2 separate regions of the Drosophila melanogaster genome follow, and region 2 is linked to region 1. The links are chromatin contacts, called in public Hi-C maps. All regions are on one chromosome and are shown on one strand. The core of a region is the stretch at or near the end of the contact, and the rest is flanking DNA. Distances in the headings are between cores, read along the strand shown. Region 1 overlaps CG42540. Region 2 holds the start of lncRNA:CR43627 (long non-coding RNA:CR43627).

The links. Hi-C and Micro-C count contacts between places; a contact is called where the count stands out from the background.
Region 2: a Hi-C map of the Kc167 cell line shows a contact between it and region 1, with 1.5 times the contacts expected there. A contact is called at or near these places in 4 of 107 Hi-C or Micro-C datasets (the Kc167 cell line, the S2 cell line, eye imaginal disc and 1 more) and 1 of 7 datasets of targeted methods (the Kc167 cell line).

Annotation. Positions count from the first base shown.
Region 1 is chr3L:4,575,125-4,582,101 of dm6, forward strand. CG42540 reads left to right here. Exons shown (of 11, transcript NM_168095.3): 4 at 2,793-2,828; 5 at 3,636-3,745; 6 at 4,323-4,395; 7 at 4,953-5,035. Among named protein-coding and RNA genes, the nearest start is that of CG42540, 23 kb to the left of the region's middle.
Region 2 is chr3L:4,928,506-4,935,257 of dm6, forward strand. It overlaps lncRNA:CR43627 (long non-coding RNA:CR43627), which reads right to left and starts at 2,633. Exons shown (of 2, transcript NR_048229.1): 1 at 2,415-2,633; 2 at 790-1,370.

The DNA.
Region 1 (6,977 bases), core at 1,872-4,371:
GTGTGCGTTGAAGAAAAGAACAGAGCTAGTGCCAGGATGCAGGACTAGGACTAGGACAAGACTTAACGGACTAAAGACGCCACTCTGATTGACCAGGAGCAGCCAGGAACAGCCGCCGCACTGGCTTCGTTTTGCGAGCGCGGCTTGATGCCCGATTCGATGATGGACATGGAGCATCGGGACCACCAGCTGCACCGCCAACAGCAGCAGTCGCACCACCATCAGCCTCCCCGTCTGACGGCCAGCACCAGCACATTTGCGCCACCCGCCCCGGCGGGGAGTCAGTCGGAGGAACGGGATCGTGATCGGGACAGGGAACGGGACCACCACCTGCACCACCATCAGTCCAATAATGTGGCCTCATCACCACTGCCAGTGACTGCCTCCATACAGTTGCACCAACAGCAGCCACAGCAACAACAGCAGCAGCAACCACTGACGCAGTTGCAGCAACCACAGTTAAGGGAACGCGAACACCACCAACAGCAGCAGCAGCAGCAGCAGCAGATGATGCAGCAACCACAGCAGCAGCAGCAGATGCAGCAGCCGCAGCAGCAACTGCCACACAGCCATCATGCCCTAATGCAGCAATCGCAACAGCAGCAGGCCATCCATCGAGCCGAGGCGCGAAGAGGTGAGCTGATGTTGCAGGTGGCTCTTTTAGAGAGTGTGCACTGTAGCCGCCTGGCTAAACTTGTTGCTCGGTCTCCAAAGACCCACCCAATTCGCTTTTGCATTTGCATTTGCCACATCAAAATTTGATTAGAGACGCCACAAATCACAATTCGGATTTTTGTATCAATCGTTTCCTCTTATTTTTGTGTATCTGTGCTTAATCAGGTTAGGCGTACACTGTACATACGTGTCTATCTCGTATATATAGCCCGATGAAGACATTTCACATGCATGCTAATCGCTTCATTAGGCCCGGGAAAAAGAGTTCGGTCTCTCCAGCATTTGAAATGCAAAATTCAATCAGAAATTGCTTTAACTTACGCCAGAACCTCCAGCAGCAGCAGCAGCAACACCACAACAGCAGCAGCAACATCATCATGAACAGCAGAAACATCAAGCTGACCTATTTCCCGAGCAAAGCTTTTTGCCAGGGGCTGGCGCTCTGACGTATGCGTTGATGTGGTGCGAGGGAGGGGGCGTGGGAGCGGTGGGCGGAGCGAGCTGGGCGGCTTAAAGGGGGTGGTGGTGGATAACGGCGAGCAGCTGGACAGCCGTTGGCTGGTCATTAAAAAATTATGACCACACATTGTTCTCCGAGATTGTACATTAAGGTAAATTCAGCTCTTTTTTCTGTGTTTGTTGGGGTCAACACGAATGGAATAACAGAAACCAAACAACCCGCAGTCGAAAAGGAGGCCAAATAAGTGCTTTTTAACCGAGCAGCACTCGAATAATTATCAGCTTTCGTTTGTCGGTAACAAAAGTGGTGACTTGATAAAATATTGAATTCGGGGTTTATTGATTAAAAGTGTCAGTGGGTGGAAGGTAACTAATGGAAAAAACGACTGGTTCTAAAGATAATTGACAATTGATAATTAAATTAGCTATTTAAAGGTATTTGAGATACATTCCTCATGAAACGAATAAGGTTATCTACATCAAGTCTTTTATTTTTAATTCTTTAAATAAGAGATCATTGATTTTCACCCTATCACTGGAGCAACAACTAAATATATTATTAAAATTATATTCTAAATTTAAAAAAAACCTTTGGCTAAAAGCCAAGCCTTGGTAACTGTGTGCAAATTCAATTAAGACCCGCTTAAAACCTGGCTTAAGGTGATGCAATTAAGGCCAGAAGTCCCCATTCACCTAATTACAATTTCAGTGCCACATTTTTTCCGGCTCTTCCTTCATCATTTTATCATTTTGACTAAAGCAATTTGGCTATAAATCTATTAGGTTTGCGGTCACCAGCCTTAGGCGTTACAAATAAATCCTCAGATCCTGAAATCCTTTCATCTCGGCGCAAAACTCTTGGCACTCCTGTGCCAGTGGCACATTCAAATCGCAATTATTCTGAAATCAATTTCAATAAAAGTTTGCTGCGGTGCGATGCGATGCGAAGAGTTTGAAGGTGGTGAGGAATTGCCCAGAATGTTTGGCAGCTTGTTGGCTTAGACCAGGCCCTAGGATTCGCCCATCAAAGTTTTCCTTTTTCCAGCGTCGCTTTTCATGTTTTGTCTGTGTGTGTGTGTGTCTGTGTGAGTTTGGGTGAATGTAAGTGAGTGGGTGAGAGCTCGTTAAAAACACTTTGCTGACGTCGCCGTTGCTGGGTGTTGGCATTGTGGCAACTTTTCAATGAACTGTAATTGAAACTGAAATGCAAACTGTGCCGTGCCGCTAATTGCCAGCAGCTGCAGCCAGCAAACTGGTAACTGGTTACGGGTAACTGAAAACGGAAAGCTGCAACCCAAACCAAAAACCAGAAGGCAAATAAACTGCAACAGCAGCGCGTAAACAGCATTTAAATGTGTGGCATGAATAATTTATGATTTTTCTTGCGTTCGTAGCTAGTTTTTTGAGTTTCGTAGTTCGTTGAAGCATGTTTTGTTTAACCCAAAAGGAAAACCCCCAAAAAAATAAACTGCATGGCATGGAGCAGCTAAGTAGATCCCCGCAGGATCGCCGAGCACTCAAAAAAGACGATGAAACACAAGAACCAGCTCCCAGAAAATCTAACAAAAAAACACACCAATTGGCTAGTTGCTGATCGAGCCGAAAAGCTTTCCCCCCAATTAATTTCTCTTGTTGTTCGATTTATCGTATTCTTGCAGATACACAAGCAAAACATTCACATGGATTTCTCTATTGTAAGTCGCACCAATTTGGACAATGCCCAAGAAAAAAACAGAAAAAGATCCCCACATCCTACAGCCAAAATCAAACAGATAAACAGAAACACACACACAGCTACTTTTTAACCTGTTACAAAGCTATACTCTACTTTCTATGTGTAACTCTATCTCTAACTATCTAACTATAATGACTACTATCTATGAGTATTTACTGAGAAATTTCCGTTTTTTAATGTATGCACACTCCTTGTTTGCTTGTATTTCGATTTCCGTCTCCGCCTTTTCTTTTTTGGTGAGCGCACCTAAGTATGCTACAGTTTTTTTCAAGCTCCCCACGGGAACAACATTTTGACTTTTACGACGCGACGAGGGCCGCATCGAAATTATGGCGCGTCTCAAGTATCAATAAGCCAAATGGGCGACTTGTTGCCCCCCCAAAAAACCATCCCTCTCAAAAACTTCAATTTTTGACCAAACTTTAAGTAATACGAGTACTGCGTAATGAAGAATGCCCTTTTTTTCTGCTCACTATTTTTTATTCCGACATATTGTCTGCGATTTTTGTATGCGCCATGCGGAGGTCTTTCGTTTAAGGATTTTTTCTTATTTTCTTCAGATGCTCAGCGCATTATTCATGTAACAGTCTTGGCTCTTTTCTCGGCGGAGCAGAGCAGAGCCCAAAGGAAAGCGAGGAAAATACAAAACGAATTTATAGCTTAAGCCTTAATTTGCAGCATTTGCTTTGAGCACTTGATTCCATTCTGCCACGTTACATGTATTTATAAGAAAATTCTCCCGTTTTCTCGCCACGTTCTCTCGCAGCGGACGAGGAAATCAGCGATAAGGCATCAACATGCGGAAAATTGCTAATATTTCTTTCCGTGGCTCTTGTGATAATGACGCTACCCTTCAGTCTCTTTGTTTGCTTTAAGGTAAGCTTCTATTTAAAATACATATATTTTGAGTGTTCTTTTAATTAAAAATTTTATGAAATATTAATAGAAAGTAAGCATTTTCAAACGAATAACCTATGTTTTTACAAACCTAAAACGATTTCTATTTCAAACTATTATCATAAACAATATACATTTGAATGATCTCTTTCTTAAGCAGATATTAAAGTTTCAAGTAAATCTGTTTTGTCATAAATTAAGTTAGCAAAACTATGTAAATCTCTATGGCAACCATGACCCAGTTTTTTAATGATAAGTAATAAGCGCATTATGGAGATTAAGTTTTTTAAAATGTTAAGCTCCTTGTGGATAAGCATATTTTGTTCAGATATAAACACAAAGTAAAAAAAAGGAGATAAAAGGTAAATTTTTTAAGTTTTATATACAGCAGGATTAACAGTCACTTCTCTAAGCTGTTAATACCACATGTCTGGATTCTATTATACTTGAAGTTAGTTTTTATGATTAACAGGGTAGTTAAGGCTTGTAACCCTAGCATTTCCTCAAGTTTCAATTTCGTTTCATGAACATTTCACTCACCTGCCACATTTTGCAGGTGGTGCAGGAGTACGAGCGCGCGGTTATCTTCCGTTTGGGTCGTCTTATGCAGGGCGGTGCCAAGGGCCCAGGTGAGTACTTAGAACTGCAGCTTCACAGGTGCAAATAGGGGTGGGCTGCAGGAGAGCGGTGGGGTAACGATTCTATGCAAATTTTAGTGCCGCTCGCCTGCGACATGAATTTGTGTTAATTGCTGCACTTGCTCCAAATTAGCGACTCTGGGGCGGCTCTCAGTCCGTGTGCTCTGCTTTTGTGCTCCCATTCCGAGGGAGGAAGAGATTAGCCAAATCGAGGCGAACTTCTCCCACAGTCATGACACTAGTTTGCATAATTTTTGTGAAGAAGTTTCTAGACCAAGGGAAGCACTACAAACAAAGGACAACAAAATGTTTATATTTTCTTGAAAATATTTAATCTTGATATTCATGTAAAATCAACAACATTCGATTTCACAATATATTAATAAAAAAATTAAGCAAAATTGTCTTTATATCGAATAACCTAGGATGTCTCTTAGAAGTATATTTTTTTTATAAATTATTGTGGTGCTCTAATTTTTATATCCCTGTTAGCCAGTGTAGTCCGTAATTCTTAACGAGCGTTTAAAGCATTTCAACCGTAATTGCAGGTATCTTCTTCATCCTGCCCTGCATTGACTCCTATGCCCGTGTGGACTTGCGTACTCGCACATACGATGTGCCACCGCAGGAGGTAAGTTCCGGTGGCAGTTCCGGTTCTGGTTGATACCGAAAAAAAAACTGTTGCAACCTGCAGTGGCAGCCACAAACATATGCTGCCTTCTTCGATGTTGTTGTTGTTGTTTTATTAACCAGAAGTGGAAATCTTTTTAGTTTATGTACTTCAAAATGTCCCCTCCAACCCACAAACACACACGCTAACACAAGACATTTTAAAGCGATGCCAAGTAAAGCAGAAACCAATTAAACTTTTAGCTTTCGCCACAAGTTATTCCAGCCGACACGTTTGTTAACAAGAGATATTTATACATATACTCTTATATGTGTATTTTTTGGTTGCATTTTCTTGTTTTGTGTTCTGACCAAAAGTAAAAGATATAAAAATATACACAGACACACCATCACACAGATGAAAAGATACAGATTTTGGGCACTGTTGGCGGAATCCGCAAGAGAAGCTTGGCTGAGCACAGCCGGAACCTGAGTTGTTTTGTGGATTCTGCTGACAGGACACCCACACACATGGGTACCAAAAGCCACACAAACACCCAGATACACATACATGTAGACACAAGGATACAGGACGCGCAACTGGAGCGTGAATTACGCATACGCAACGTTGTCTTCTCGTTTCTTTGACTTTTTTCCCCCTCGTTCTTGTTGTCGTCGCATGTCACGGTGTTTACTTTTAGTTTCTACTTTCTTCTTCGTTCGTTTCGTTTTTTTTTCGGTTTTGATTTTCTTCCCAATGCAGCCTCTCTATCTGTGTGTCTTCCTGCTCTCCCTCTATATACATTCTATAATCATATATTTATATCTATGTCTATGGCTATCTATATCTATTAACGTATCTATCTCCACTTTCCAACCAGCTAAGAACCCCTCTTTCTAACCACTTTTATACAAAAACAGCATCATCAAGTGCAAAGTGAAGAAACCCCCTTTTGTTTACCACATATATAGTTTATTTAATTGTTTTTCCCTACTATTTCGAGTGGCTGCAGTCCATTTTGTTTTATAAAACGAAAAGAAAGAGAAAATTGTGGTTCTAACACCCACAAACGCACACACATACACATTGCTCTCTCTACTCTCGTTGTTGTTGTTGTTGGTAGTCTTGTTGTATCCTATATATATATATATATTTTAAATACTTTGTATGGTACTTGTTGTCGTATTGAAGTTGAACAATGTTGCAGAATTTTTATTATTATTGCCATTGGTGTGCACTCAACCCACACCCACAACTCACACATACACAGAGGTAGGACTCACCTTGCCCTCACTCACACACACACATAGTGCTACACAGGAGTCTCATCCAGATACGCGCTCCATTTATTTTTGGGAATTTTTCATCCTTTAGTTCGCTTACTTGATCTTTTATCGCAATCAAGCCCAAGCCAACCCAGTAAAAATCCCACCCATTTCTCATTTTTACCTGTGCATATTTCATTGTTCACTTGGCAGACTTAAATGAAATATGGAGCGGTGAAAAAAGCGAGGCTAAAGTGAATTTTAAGATAGAAGTAATGGTAACTGGTTCGATTTCAATCCGCTGGCTTTTTCAACATCTTGCTGACGTCACATGGAGCAAACTCACTCACACTCACATAAAGAATCTCACACACCAAAGTCAAAAATACCCCATTTTTATTATTTTTTTCGTTTTTTTTTACATATCCGCCAGCATTCTCATGTTCCATTTGAGTTTGTTCGGTTTTTTTTTTTTGTGTAAATCGCATGAAGGCCACTGCAGCGAGGATGAACAAAAAATAACAAGAAAAAATGAAAAAAAAATCCCCAAAGCCATCTCGATGACGATGTTATTATTCACAAACACCAAAAGACACATACAAGCCCAGATTTACAAACACATTCACCCGAAAATCTCCCTTTTAAGTGCATACGAAATGCGATTTTTGCGCATCATTTCGTTTCACTTTCATTTTGGA
Region 2 (6,752 bases), core at 1,383-3,882, 350 kb after region 1:
CACATGTGGTTTGCTTGACTGGAGAAGCAGCCGCATCCTGGCTGCAATCATAACCACCTTCGCATCCCTGGATCACCTGACCACAACAGTTTTACTATATATAACATACAACATATTTGCCGGCCACTTTTTCCGACTGTGGCATATTCTCATGGCCACTGGCAGTGACTTGGATTAATCCTCGGCTTGGGGTAAACAAATTTCTTACTGATTGCAATCCCACTGCTCACCTGCAGCTTTCATTTTGCCAACTTCTCAATTAAATGAAATGAAAGTGGGCATTTTCCCCGCCTCCGTTCGAGCGCTGTAAATCTCGTGCAGGGAAAACTTTTTAAAATTAAATGACAAACACACATAAATAACTTTCGTGCGAGCGCTGCAAAATGCATTTAATTTGCAGCAAAGTGGCCGAGGACGAAAAGGAGGAGGTCCTTCACGTGGCTCCAGTCACCTCGGCACCGTCAGCAGAAGCGGCCTTACCAGCGGGCGGTCTCCTGGTTGGGTGGTTGTGTAAATGGGTGGCTCAAAAGTGGAATGGCCAGCTGGTTGGGCGGTTCGAGCGGCTTTTAAAATGATAAAAGTCGCCGCTTGTCGCGACAGCGAGACGCCGACAAAGCGGCGTAAATTTCAATTAAATGTGAAAGCAAAACAAATTTTAACTTTGCTCGCACTCTGCCCGAAAGTTCATGCCAGTATCTCTTGTTTATACAGCGAGAGATCGAGATGTGTTAAATGTGTATCGTGAATACAGCTTCTTAACAATGCACTCAACTCACTTAAAACAATCCTAATGATTTATAAATATATTTAGTTTCTTAAAATTAAAATTTTTTAGAACTACAATCATAACTTTGTTTCGCAACAGCTTTCGCTTGTAAGGAGTTGAGTAGCAAAAGTCTTTAATCCGGTTATTATCGCACGCGTAAACCCAAAACTGCGACTTATGTATTTGCAGAGTGCTCGTGTGCCTAAATGTAATTGTGAATTCCATATTTCGCTGCGTTTGAATGTGTGGTGCTGCCATGTAATTGCCACTGCCAGTGGATGTTGTTGTTGTTTTTGCGTTTGTTATAATAACAATTACTTGAAAAATACTCCGATATCAGCGATGTCAGCGTCGACAGTGCCAGCGAAATTATTTAAATGCTTTGCTGTTCTGGGATAACGAGTGCACAGTGGGGATTGCCAACTGTGAGACTGGGAGATTCGATGGGTGGCGGGATAAGCACACACTCACTCACCGTCACTCACACACACACACACACTTTCACCCACTCAGGAGCCTTGTTAAACAATCACAAAAACATACAAGAGATCCCATTATGCAGCCGTTGGGGTATCAGTAGGGAGGTGGGCAGAGCTCGCATGCACTGAAAAAAAGAATTTTAGATTAATACGGAATTATTCATGTCTATTGTTTTAATAAAAAAAATATTAAACATGTAACGTTATGTGCATGATAAAATGTAGAAATAGAGAAAATTTATGTGTATGAGTATTATTGTTTGACAACCATCGAAATATTTCTCCCAGTGCCACAGCATGTACATGTGTGCTCGTCATGCGTGTGTCTGGCAGAGTTCCGGACTCGGACCGGCGCGGCCCGTCTGACAATTTGGTTTAATTGATAGTTTGGATAATGTAATTATAGACAATTGCGTTTCATGCGAAACCGATTTGCCGGCAGCGCCGCTACCGCGTCGATTATAATGGCCAACAATGCTCAAGTGTGGAGTCCAGTGGCGGATAAGAGAGCCTTCCGAGTGCCAAGTGGGGTGGAGTGGAGTGAATTGGATGGGCCGTGGTGGCGGTGGTGGTGGGGGCGGAAAAGTTTCACTTGCTAAATGAAAACGGGCGCCAAATGAAGTGCGTCGCCATCAAGTGTTATTAACTTGTAAAACAAAGAGAAGTCGCCGAGGGATCGTCGATACGGTTGGGCGGGATGACTAGTTGGCCAGGACCAGCGATGGTTAGCCCATCGGGCTCTTTGTGCCCGCCACATCAATCAATGCGGAATGCGGCAAAAGAACCAAGCGGTTCTCTAATTGGCACGAGGTGGGCTCCAAGGGGCACCGGTATGATGACCCAGTCGCCTGGCCGCAGGTACATGCAATTAATTATGGTCATTTCCAGGTGCACACAGACACAACTGCAGTGGGAGTCATCAAACGAATGGACGGCAAATGGCTGGCGAAATAACAAAGCTCGAATGACTGTTGCATACTTTTTGGGGCATTTGCCAGGAGGCTGGGCGTAAATACCAAAACGGGGTGAAGCCTGTCTAAAGAGCGGTGTAAATGCGCGCAAACAAGCGCATAAACGCGGCACTGTGACCTCTGACCCCGCACCCAGTCCCTCCCATCGTAATCCCCGAATTAAAACAAATGATGAGGTTTTTCGGCGACTTCACTTACCATTACAATAACCGTTGTTGTCGGCGGGACAGTAAAATGGCGCCCAATTGCCAACTGGCAATTGGCGCTTCCGGCGGCTCATTGGCTGCACCGTCGAATGGAAACACATTCCGTTCTCGTTCTCGTCCGCCGTCCGGCATAATGCACATCCTATCCGTATCAATATCGATGACAATCGACAATTGGCCTGCCAAATGCAGAACCGACCACTGAAAGAAACGATTCAATGAAAATAAATAAAAAATATATAAAAATTAGAACGAAATGGCCCTGTTTACTAAATATCATTGTAGGAAATGACTCTTTCTTTGAATTTTACCTACAAAAGTTATCCTTTTATGAACTCTGATATCCTTTAGCGCAGTGCATCAGCATCGCATCCTGGCCAGACACGGTGGCAGATCTTCGTGATGCATTTTTATGATGCGGTGCCTGATTTGCGGACGCAAAGTGAAAATCGCACGCCAATCGCATCGCCGCCGTCCGAGCATTTTAAATATGCCTCAAAGGTATTCGACAATGTACGCAATTTGCAGTTGCCGTTAGCCGGCTGATAAAGAAACAATTCGCGTTCGTGGAACTCCTTAAATCCGGACGGCCTTCCATCGGGTCTCAGGACTAATAAAATTAATCAACTTTAATGCACTGACGTTGTCCTTGCAGTTTCCATCCTTTCCATTCAGTAGCGCAAATGTTGAATGACTGAGATAACAATAAATGGAATCCGGGCATGGCTCCCTTGCTCCGTTCTCTTCAGCAGCAGCACTAAATAATTTCTAATAAAATAAAATAAATAATGAACGCAGCGGCAGCAGAAGCCCAGTCCGGCCAGACTTTGCCAATACGGTCTAGCACCCACGGACGACGCCCTGCCCACCATCCTCCTCCGATCTCCACAGTGCTGTGCTGCCATATTGCGCAAATATTGCAGTAAGTTGCTTTGGCAATGTGTTTTACTTTTATTGCACTTGAGCCGCCGGGCGCTGCACATTTTTAGCGCCAGTCATAAAATCCGACGAGCATCTAGCCGGGGCTTCAGCTCCGGCTCCAGCTTCGGTTCCAGCTTCAGCTCCATCTCGCATCCTGGCCAGCACATTTTTCCAATTTTAAGGCTGAGTAGCGCGCACGGCGAACGCCAAATGACCGTAGAAATGATTGCCAATGTGGGCGGTGGGTGGTTGCGTAACCAGGCAACTTCAGGGCAGCCGGGTCATTTGTTGAGTGAACAGCGGTGTGGGAGCCAAGGAAAAACGGGCGACTGGAGTTTGGCGTAGGTGTGGGTGGAAGTGGTGGTGGTGGTGGCTCCTACACAAAGCCTGCCCACGCCAGGCGCTGTTGTTATTTGCCTCGGCTTATTTGCTAAAAATAAAATCAAACTGCAGTGCCAGAGTCCACGACATAATAAAAGAAATTGCGTGAAAGGCGGCTTAAAGAGTTGGCCAAGAAGAGGCGGCAACGACGTGGGCAGGAATGTCAGCCGTTTCATGAGACCGACTGGCTCACGTTCACTGGAAGCCAACAATAAATGTAATTTCGATTGCAAGAATAGATAGCTATAGTATTTTAATTGAAAAACAATTCGAAATACTTATATTTGGTCTATTACAAAATAAATTTCACTAATAATTTCAGAAGTAGTTATTTGTCAATATTATGTTCAGTGTAAAACCCTTGCCTAGTATTGACTATTTCGAATGTTCTCAAGGTGTTTGAGAGTTCTCTCCGTAAAGGGATTATTTAGTGCAATTGCCGATGAATAAGAGCGCCGCTATTTCTTGGTGTTATATTAATTTAAAAGCCCGTTTAGACGACTTGGCTTATTATTCCGATCCGAATGACTGATAAAGCTTTCAGATTTTATTTCTCGTTCGCCAAGTTGTCAACGCAGTTTCAATTTATATTTAAGACCTTAAACAGCACTTTTATGAGCTGGCAACTTATAGCGAACCGCCGACTTTCGTCCGCTGTTCTCCCGCTGTTATGGCACATTTAGCGATTTTAAAGTAATAAACTCGGCCCATGTCCTGGCCACCAGGCGGGGCCATTAAAACTTGCAAGGAGTCGGGACACTTCTCGAGGCTGCTAGTTTTCGGAAATTGGCGCCCGTCCTTCGTCCGCATTGAGTGACATCTATTAATCGTCGCAGGTCCTGCTGGAGCCGTAGGTTCGAATGGAGTCGGAGATGGAGTTGTGGAGCCAGCGGAAATACTTCGGCCATAAATCACCGGAGAACTTCATTAGACACATTTCATGTTCGGCTGTGCCAGGATGTGCAGATGTGGTCGCAGGACAGCTGTCCTGTCAGTTGCTGTGGGCTAATTAAGACGCCAGCTTCGATTGGTTGGCACCGAAAAGGTTATTAATAATGCCGCCTCGATTTGAGCGGGTTTTTCTCCCTTTCCCTACAAGTGCGAAATGGTTTTTTGTTTGGGCAATAAAAAAAAAGTACACCCAAAATTGGGTTGATCCTTCGGCCAGGACTGCGGCTCTCAGCTGGCCGCATTTCGAACTGGAATTGTGGTCAAGTTTTCATTTCTTCGTATTCACCTTTGCCTTCTTGCCTTTTATTGGGAAAACACGAACTCGACTGTTGCCAAACAGTTTGCGGTTTCCGTTCAGACAAAAATACTGGGAATTCTGCATAAAAACGCATTCACAAATCGGTTTATGGCCTGTTCTAAGTCATAAGCCCGATGAGCAAACTTTGTGACAATAGCCAAATGGCAGTAAACATCAGTCACATTGTGAATAGGTAAGCAAAGTGCCGGCGGACAAAGTTGGCTCAGAACAGTTGGCCGAACAAAAACAAATCCTTTTATCACTTTTATGCATGTGATGAATGTTATTAGTTGGCTTTTGTTGGACTTTACATATTAGAAAATATGTCTTTTCCCATCTATTCAAATGGTATTTATATTTCTCTTGCAGTTTAAGACATGTATCTGTAGGAAAATCGAACCAGCTATTTTTATGAACCATTGAGGCTTGTCTTTAACACGCTGACCATCCCTGCTGTCATAATTGAATAATAAACGCTGCGCCACTCGAAACTAAATTTCAAGCTGGCATTTTGATGCACACTGTGCCATCTTACCCTGTGCTCGTATAGTTCGAGAGGTATAGTAAGTTACTAGGTCAGTTTAAACTGAACCGACATAGTAATGCTTCAAAATCTATCTTTGTTAGATGATTATAAAGTGGTATGCGCCTTTAACTTCTAATAAATCAATAAAGACTGTCATTTATAAGCCGGTACTTAATGCCCTATTCCATCCTATCTCGTTACCTCGTCTTTTTTCCGTTTAAGAGCACGGTTCACTTGGCTGGAAACCTTTTACCAATAGCTCTGCCTCCACCTGCACATCTATTCCGCCATTCGTGAGCTGCCTTTTTGTTGGCTTTTTTGCCAAAAGCTTTTAGCTGGACGCATCGCATCCGACGGAGCGTGGCGACGTCGTCATCGTGTCGCTGCATCAAACGACATTTAGCTTGCGCATAAAGTTCACATCATTGCCGAGTTGTTTGCCATGTTAACCATGTTTGCCGGTTACCAACGTATGTCGAGTCGTAAAAATTATAATGAAGTTGCCGTCACACAGACACTACAGGCCATCATAAGCTGCTTTTAAGTTTCGTTGGTTGCCGAAAAATAGAATGCGGAACAATATGAGATACTTGCCGGGAGCTTTGACACACGTTTTTTATTTACGGCAAAAGTATACGTTTTTTACGATCTTTTTTTGTCATAAAGTTGCCAAAAAATGTCACACATATGAAATAAAGACTGTTTTGTGCAGCTAATGATCTAAACTCACTGCCTGCATTGTCTCAGTGCTAATTAAAAAAAAAAAATTTTTCATCAATTTTCACATTTTTGATAAGGGTTAACATCATAATTTTTTGCAAAAATCGTCAAAAAATAAAAAGTTTTTTTTTGAATGCCAATCGATTGGGAATATCAATACGAGCTAAAAGAGGTATAACATTCAATATTTGGATGAATATTTCCATTGTTATAGACAAATAACTGCTTTAAAAACACGATTTTGCCATGAATTCTACTGGTAATGAAAGAATAGGAATTGTTCTTTTACTTTATGCATAATGGATTTTAAAGTTAATATATATCTAATACATATTTTGCACATTTAATGAAGCTATAGCTAAGGCAATTACCCTGCCAAATCGACACTCCGACTAATACCTGAAATTTATTATTTATGGGCATGTATGGACTGCATTCTTTCATTTATTACCCCTTTGCCGTCAACACAGCAAGCCTCTATTTTCCTCGAGTGGCGGGCATAAAAAAATACATATGTAGCGAAGGTAATAATA